Regions from separate parts of the Triticum aestivum genome. Here region 1 is linked to region 2. A link is a contact called in public Hi-C data. All regions are on one chromosome and are shown on one strand. Each heading gives the region's core, a stretch centred on a gene start, on an enhancer-like site or on the middle of the called end of the contact. The rest is flanking DNA. Distances are from core to core; before and after follow the strand shown.

Region 1 (4,292 bases), core at 1,172-3,671, 250 kb after region 2:
GCGTGGAGAGACGTGGGCTCGACCCACGTCCGAGTCCGTGACAGCCCACGATCCGACGTCTCAAATCGTGGCCCAGCTGTCAGAGAACACTCCGTTAGTGACTGGCAAAAATAAGCGCGTAGGTGTGAGCTCGGCTCGGCTCAATCCCGCAACCCACGGCGTGTCGTGACGAGGCGTGGCGAGGCGGGCGGCGGAGAAGGAGTGCGCGAGGGCCTCTTATATTCTCAAGCTCCAATAGCTTGTAGAAGAGAAACCCTTATAAGGAGGTCCAACTCCTCTTCCACTTTCGGGGTGGGACTAAACTTCCCACTCCACCTAGTGCCAATAAACCCACATGGGCCCTTAGGGATTTTTCAGAAATTGCAATATGGGCCTAGAGCCCATCTCAAATTTCAGCATGCGGTGCCAAGGTTCGGTGGTGGTTCGGCAAGTGGCAATGGCGACGGCGAAGGTTTCATCTTGTGATGATGATGATAATGGAGTGACGATGGATGCGATGTCTTTTGGGTTGTGGCACGAAAACTACATTTAAATGTCGCAAAAGCTGTGTTTAAATTCTCGTAATTTGTGTTTTATTTATCAAAATCACGGCCAATTGCATTATTTGGTTTTACGGTTTGAGGGCTGAAATTGACTGCGCGCGGAACAGCGCAGGGATATTCTCTTTTACCGGTTGGGTTTGTGGGCGCTGTTCCGCCGCAGCCGATTTTGGCCATTATAACGTGTTTTTCTCAGCCCTTAAAATGGCTATACGGGTCGCAGTTTTAAGGTGTCTGCTAGAGTTGCTCTTAGAGCATATCTAGCAGATCCGTAAAAGGGCCGAGCCCGTATAATTCCGGTAAGTGTACGGGTTCGGCCCGTTTTTCTGGCTAGAATAGACACCGTATCCGCGGTCCGGCCCGTAAATATTTTACCGCGGTCCGCAAAAACTCTCTCCCTACCGCTATATATGCGATTTCACCGCTCAAATACGGGTCAAAGCCTATCCTCCTCCGCCGCCGCTCCGCCGCAATTCCCCTCCTCCTCTGTCGCGATTCCCCTCCTCCTCCGCCCAGTTTCTTGCCGCCAGTGAGCCTGAAAAAGCCATGGATGGCTACGGGAGCTCTGGGGATGACGCGGAGCGCCGCCGCCACGCCAGGTCCGACGCCGCACGCAAGCGGGGCGCCGGAGGTGGCTCAACCACGGTAGCCAGCCGGCGTCCGAACCCCGCGAGCTGGTCGAGTTCGAGCGCGAGCTCGCCCGCCGCCGCCACGCCTCCTCCGGCTCCTCTGCCGCGGGGAGCTCGTCCGTGGGCGCCTCGAGCTCGCGGCTCACTCCGGGGAAGAGAGAGCCGAAGGAGCTCGGGCCGCTCGCCGTCAAGCTCAAGGCCGACTCGCCGCCACGTCGAGGAGTGATCGGCCCCGAGGACTACCTCCCCCCAGGGCAGGAGGAGCACCTAGAGCGCGTCGTCATGGAGCGTGTCGGCGAGGAAGCAGGAGGAGGCCGAAGCACGCTACCGTGAGCTCGAGTACGGCAGATGTTCCTCCAGACGGGCGTCGCGGGCGCACGCGTCCAAGGAGGCGGACCTGCGCGTCATGAAGGCGGAGTAGGCCAAGTTCTTCATCGACCTCGACTCCTTCGACGAGGATTGAGCTCCTCCGGCTCCTTCGCTGCGTCGTCGCCGCCGCGAGCTCGTCGATTTTTGGTCCCGCAGATTCCCCCACTAGTATGATCAATGTGCTATGTAGATGAACTAATGTATGATCAATGTCGTTGCAAGTTTCTCCCGTGAATGCTTATTTTAAATTTTACAATTTCATATACGGTGTCTGATTTTAGCAGCGCACAAATTCGACCCGCAAATTTCATCTGTAGCGAACTGTAAATGCAGTTTGCAGGTCGGCATTATACGGTGTCTGATAGAGATCCTCTTGGGGCACCAAAAGACTTCCTGACCGGTACTTCTGTCAAAGTCTTGTGTGATCTTCCATGGGAATGGGATGGAAATCTACGAGAAAGCAGAGCAGTCAGCAGCTAGCACTCCGTACGTCGCGCGGGCGGCGACTAAATGGAATGAAATGAAATGAACACCTAAATCTGCCAAACCGCCACACCGTTTCAACCCGTCAATCTCCTTCTTGGCCGGATAAATTTGGACTCTGCGCTCCATGTCTGCATGCATGCATGCATGACTGATGGCGGCCATACTTCTCAGCGAGTTTCCTAGTCCAGTCCAGCTGTCCGAGTGTGGACGACCTACCTGGGTCTCTCACTGTGTGTGTACCTACCCAGCAACGAAGGAAGATTCCAAATGTTAGGCCGGCCCCGTGACCCCACGAAAGCGGCAGACCCTACTTCCTCGAAGAGGACTCTCGTATGCTATGGCACGCGCAAATGTTTGAACCCCGGGACTCCGTCTTCCGCCACGAGGGTGACCTGAACCACACTAGCACATGATAGGTGTGGCCGCTCAAGTGAACGCCAGAATAAGAGTCCAACGATCGGCAGGACGCCAAAGGGGTCCAGCGATGCGTAGATTTTTCTCAGGAGTCGTCGTGCCGTAGACGACGGGCGTCGGCGTCGGCGTCGGCAAATTGTGCATCCGCAAGGCAGGGGCAAAATGGACAAAATAGCCCAAAGGCACGAAAGTAATTTGGAAAACAAACTCTCGTCGAATCTATTTCACAAACTTCAACCCTTTTAGGTACTAGCTCTCAACACATAATCGCTATGCCACACGGGTAACCCTTGAGGCATGGGTGCTACACAATGTAGCACCCGAGTCATGACGCTACATTGTGAGCATAGCTCCTCCGTGTCAGGCGCTATATTGTGTAGCATAGCGCCTTCGTCTATGTGTTGGACGCTATCTGAAAGGGTTATTTCTGTGAAATAATTTCGTTCAGATTTTTTTTTAAATTACTTTCGGCTTTGGGTTATTTTTGTACATTTTACCCAAGGCATGCATTGCAGGGTACCAATAATGGGATGGGACGAACAACACAAACCACAAGCAAAAAATCATCCACGCTTTTGCATGCAGTGAAGGGTCACTCTGGATCAGCAACTTACTTTGTACTCCTATTATTTTTTATTTTACGGGGGTGCCTTTTTGGAGCAAACATATGCTTGTGCCATGCGTGTTGGTGTTGGTGCTCACGCCGGGCGTGAGACGGTGTATGCGTGAATGAATGATCATGAGGCGGCACCGTGCTTGTGTCCCCCCATCCCCATGTGGATCATGTGGTGTGAGCTGTGCCCCCATGCCTCCATCACGTTGCTGCACTTGCCCGTGCCTGTGACTAGGCTCCTTTCCCGCTTCAATTTTCTTTTCTGGACGACCTTCAACCATGGGGACTGGCAGGCTTGTGTGTGTATCTCCCCTTCTGGGCTGGGCTGGGGAGGAAGAAACCTGAGGCCATTTTGCTGCTTTGGGCTCATTATGGTGAGGGCCGTGCTGGCAGCTCTGCCAAAACGAGCCGGCGATTCGTGGCATTTCCTATTCGATGCCTTCAGCGCTCATTAACGTACATGCTGTTAACTGATGAAGGCGCTCTTACCTGGGCCGGTGCAGGCGACAGGCTTCAAACTTGTAATCTCTGGATTTGAAGGAAAGCACAGCAACCACTAGTCTATCCCACCCATTGGGAAATACTTGTTTTTTTTTCTTTCTTCAGTTCGTGGTTTTTTCTCCTGACATTTTTATTGGGTTTTTCTTTTACCATTTTCTTTTCTTCCTTCTTTTTCTTTTATATTAAATGCGTGGATTCATTTCAAATTCATGAATTTTTTTCTCCAAAATCTATGGATATTTTCACAACCGCCTTGCAATCTTGCGCCGCATAGAGTCGATGAAGGTATAAGTCGCCTGCTAATATAAGTGCTTCGCTACATGCCAGAATTTTGAGCGTTCCAGAGTAATCCCCTTGAAACCCACCGTCGACACCTCCAGGTAAACACCCTAGTGATCGTGGCAGATTGCCCCAATTGCTCCCTTGACTACATGCCTTGAGATCGCTCCATCAACGTTGAGCTTTGCGAAGTTCCCAGGCAGTGGTAACCATTGAGCAGGTTGTTGCGTTCTCATTCTGCTCGTGGGCCTAAACTTAAATGCTAAAGGCACATGCCTAGCTGCAGCGCTCCTCGTTGATTCGAGCCATCTTGTAAAGAGTGATTCCACATGAAATAAATAACATTTTTCTTATTTTTTTGGAACTTGCCACACCCTGCTTTATGTATTAGATCGCCTATATGTATCAATGAATACAAAAAAAAGAAAAAAGAAAAACTCTGAAGCTTATTTGGCATTTGCA
Region 2 (4,331 bases), core at 1,093-3,592:
AGGAGGCTACCCCCATCTAGATTCCACGGGCGGCATCTCCAGCTAGTAAGATTCCAACACCCCATTCCCCAAATTGAGTAAACGAGGATTTCTGGTTATAACAGTAGCCTTCAGCTCAAGAACATTTCTATTTTCAAAAGCTCATCACTGCTCTACTTGTGCTTCCTTCTTCTGTTATACTACTACTGGTAGATATAACCCAACTGGCAAAATGTTATATTTTCTATTCTCAATCCACCCCCACAATCAAAATCACTCGAAACTACTTCCAAAACTACTCCGAGTAAAACTAGGACAACCCCAAATCCATGTTCAGCATACCTACTCCCAATATCACACGGAAGTGTGAAACGTAATGAACGTGAGTCCAGAAGACCAGAAACATCATCAGTTTGGTACCAACAGTCCCTACCACGCAAAGACTGGGCAACTTCTACTACGCATGATCCAACTTGGATCTACTTTTCTTCGCTAACCTCGTGTAACAATAAGCAAAATCATCATGATAGATCTGGTACAACTAATGAGAAACCTAACACCATCACACTTATGAATGAGCTGGAGGAGTATGAGGATTGAGGAGAGTTCTTACCGATGGGGTTGACATTGCCCCAGTAGGTCTCCACCTGAGGGTGCTGGAGGGGATCACCGTAGACCTCACTGGTGCTGGTGAGGAGGAACCTGGCGCCGATCCTCTTGGCCAGTCCAAGCATGTTGAGTGTACCAACCACATTGGTCTTGTGCCATCTCGAAGGTCAAGGATCACATTCACACATAGCATTTCCAAAGGAACACGCAATATTGCATCATAATAACTTGGTTGTTGGACTAAAACCTCCAAAAGGTGGTTGCAAAAGTACGCAACAGGAAGGTCATGTGAAGTGATCAGTAAGCAAAGTTGCTTAGCGGGGACAGCTCCCACTTGGATCTCACGTTTAAGCTGTACTCTCTTTATGTCAGAGTTAAGCTAGCTCTACAGCTCAACCAGATCCAAGCACAATGCGAGTTTGCTTTTGCTTTTGCCTTTTTCTCTCCTCCAATTACTGGATCATAAAGTAAAGTAAAGTAGACTGGTCTAGAGATGCCACATCTAGAAAATCTGATGATAGGACCAACTTTTGCTATGGCTGTGTGCATCATGTGATGCAGAGGCCTTGCTTGTTCTCCTATCAAGATTGGCAGATTTTACTAACCCAGCTGTTTGATTGAACAAAATGCTAGTAAATTTTATGGTGAAAACGGTAAATGGGATCAAGCTCTGGTCTTCCTGAACACCACGATGCGCAGAAAGCTCCAAAATTGACGGCGAAACGTGGCGCAAATCCCGAGCTCCACGCACCCAAAAATCCCCCTTGCAATCGCAGATTCCCAATCCAGAAATGCGCACGGGATTTACCCAGATGTGCAGCAAGCGGCAGAGCTGCGCAAAAGAACAGGACCCTTGTACCGCAAATATCTCCCACCCAGTAAAATGCAAGGAAATAAAAATTAGCGATCACGAGAAGCCAGGAAAAGTCAAACCATCGAGATCCAAGCAGTTGAAGTTTGAATGAATTAGAAGAAGAAAGGATATGATTGTCTTGACGGGGTTGTACTTGTAGTGGACGGGGGATGCGGGACAGGCGAGATGGTAGATCTGGTCGACCTCGAGGAGGATGGGCTCGACGACGTCGTGGCGGATCATCTCGAAGTTGGGGTTGCCGAAGTGGTGCATCACGTTCTCCTTGCGGCCCGTGAAGAGGTTGTCCACCACGATCACGCTGTCGCCGCGCGCCACCAGGCGGTCCACCAGGTGGCTGCCCACGAAGCCGGCGCCGCCGGTGACGAGGACGCGCAGCCCCTTGCGCTTCAGCCCCAGGGGCACCTTGCCGGCCACGAACTGGCGGCCCGGGTTGTGCGCCGCGGGGTCGACGGAGAAGCGGGTGAGCGCGCCGGAGACGGCGGCCGCGCGTCCGGAGGAGGAGTAGGGGGCGGCGGTGCCGGAGCCGGAGCCGGAGGGGGCGGCGAGGCAGAAGAGGGCCGCGGCGAAGAGCATGCCGACGAGGGCGAAGAGCGGGCGGTGCTCGGCCGCGGCGTAGCGGGCGGCGCGGGGCAGCCACGCGAGCGGCTTGGAGCTGGCGGGCTTCGCGGACGAATACTCGCCGGCGCCGGCGGCGCCCGCGGACGGGGACGCAGCCCCGCCACGGTACGTGAGCTCGGACGCCATCTCCGGCGGGCCGAGGCAAGAAGGACCCGGTGGCGTGGCCGGAGAAGTGTGGGGCCCCCCGTGTAAGAGGGAGCGCAGGGACCTCGCCGCAGGTTTGTGTCGGTAAGGGCGCGGGGTGAGGTGCGTGTCAGAGGTGGGAGAGGAGGTATTTATGCTGCGGGCGGGGTGGGAGGCGCCGCGTGGCCTGGTTGCCTCGTGGGACCCGACCCGTTGGAGCCGATCGAGATCGACGGTGCGGTGCGGTGCGGTGCTGCGTGGGAGGGAGGGGTTTGACTACGGGCAGGCCGGCGAGATTAGGTGGTGGTGCGGCGGCCGTGTGTGGCCTGATCGCCACGGTCTCAGTCGGCGGCTAGCTGGCCTGGGCTGCCGACCGGTTCTACAAAATTAACCTCTATAGTACTTCATCCGTTTCTTTAGGTATACATAGGTTTTTTTTTAGATACTCAGAAATTACCACCATAGAATGGTCTCAGAGAGGGTCCGTTTTCAATGTCATAGTATAATTTACTGCCATGTTTGAGGCGTACCAGGTCCAAGTTTAGAACAAAATGAATCATTTATCATCTCTAATTAGACGGTAAATGTACATTTGCATTGTTTCATATATAGGATTTGAAATGTCTTGAATTATTGCCATATCTGGGGCTATCATACCTAAGTTTAGACCAAAATGAATCATTTATCATCTTTAATTATATGATAAATGTGCATGTATTATTTCACATAGAGTTTGTGATGTCTTAATTTATACTGCCATGTTTTGCGCGTATCAGACCTAAGTTTAAACCAAATTGATTCATTTATCATTTTTAGTAAGAGACTCGTTGGGTTTTATTAAGCATGGCTAAGCATTTATAGTAGGGGTTAACTCAGAGACAAAAATAACTCCAATCATATGAATGAGCTCAACATATTGTCCTTTTTTTTTCCGACCGAGGTCACGTTGTCATGGTTAACCTCGCGGCGAACCTCGAGATGGACAACCTTGGTTTGAGAAACCTATAGAGCATTTCTGTTTCTAAAAATTTGTGAGTGTATTTTACAAGTATCTACTTTACGACATACAATAGTTTCACATAGGGTTTATATGATTTTAGTAGTGCATATTTTCCACGCCATGCAATGGTTTCGGAGATGGTTTTTAATGTCTTAGCTTACTATCATATTTCGCAAGTACCTGGTCTAAGTTTGGATCAAAATGGTCCATTTATCACCTTTAATTATTGATGGTGGAGATCTCTCGGCTGTTAAGGCGACAATTAGGCCTCTATACTCATACATAGGATGGTCTTGAGACGCCAACGGTTGGATATTCCCTCTCCAGTGATATTTTCAAGATTCACATGCCTATAAATCCGGTGTCCCTAAGCTGGAAGACTGATACGTCTCCAATGTATCTATAATTTTTGATTGCTTCATTCTATTATATTATCAATCTTGGATACTTTTTATGCAATTTTATATCATTTTGGGGTCTAACCAATTAACTCAGTGCCTAGTGTTAGTTGCTCTACTTGTTTTTGGTTTTTCGGAAAATCTGTACCAAATGGAGTGCAAACGCTATGAAAATTTTAGACGATTTTTTCTAGACATAAGAGACCCAGGAAGCTTTAGGAGAAGACCAGACAAGCAGCGAGGAGATGGCAAGGCAACAGGGCACGCCCCGCGGGTGGGGCGCGCCCTGGTGCCTTGTGGGCCCCATGATAACCCACAAGTATAGGGGATCGCAACAGTTTTCGAGGGTGGGGTATTCAACCCAAATTTATTGATTCGACACAAGGGGGGCCAAAGAATATTTGCAATTATTAGCAGTTGAGTTGTCAATTCAACCACACCTGGAGACTAAATATCTGCAGTAGAGTGATCAGTAGCACAGTAGTATGGTAATTTGATAGAAGTAGTAACGATAGCAATGGTAGTGGTAACAGTAGTAGCAATAGTTTTATAGCAGTTGTAACAATAGTAACAACAGTAGTAACTTAGCAAAGATCAACATGTGAAAAGCTCGTAGGTATTGGATCAGTGATAACGTTGGATAATATTCATCACATAATAGTCATGACCTAGGGCGACACAGAGCTAGCTCCAATTCATCAATGTAATGTATGCATGTATTCCGTATATA

Evidence for each region. A called contact is a pair of places that touch in the nucleus more often than the background predicts.
Region 1: a Hi-C map of leaf shows a contact between it and region 2, with 7 times the contacts expected there. The contact joins the enhancer-like site here to the promoter of LOC123181774 in region 2. A contact is called at or near these places in 4 of 5 Hi-C or Micro-C datasets (leaf and an unstated tissue) and 1 of 1 datasets of contacts at active chromatin or transcription factors (leaf).

What each region holds. Positions count from the first base shown.
Region 1 is chr1D:322,492,365-322,496,656 of IWGSC CS RefSeq v2.1, forward strand. No RefSeq gene overlaps it. Among protein-coding and RNA genes, the nearest start is that of LOC123181777, 8.3 kb to the right of the region's middle. Within about 2 kb of position 2,422, at least 6 of the 8 cell types and tissues checked have an H3K27ac peak or open chromatin away from gene starts, as enhancers often do. A contact at or near this core is called in leaf, where this site is marked.
Region 2 is chr1D:322,245,916-322,250,246 of IWGSC CS RefSeq v2.1, forward strand. LOC123181774 (UDP-glucuronic acid decarboxylase 2) reads right to left here and starts at 2,343. Exons shown (of 6, transcript XM_044594107.1): 1 at 1,574-2,343; 2 at 593-740. The coding sequence starts at 2,206.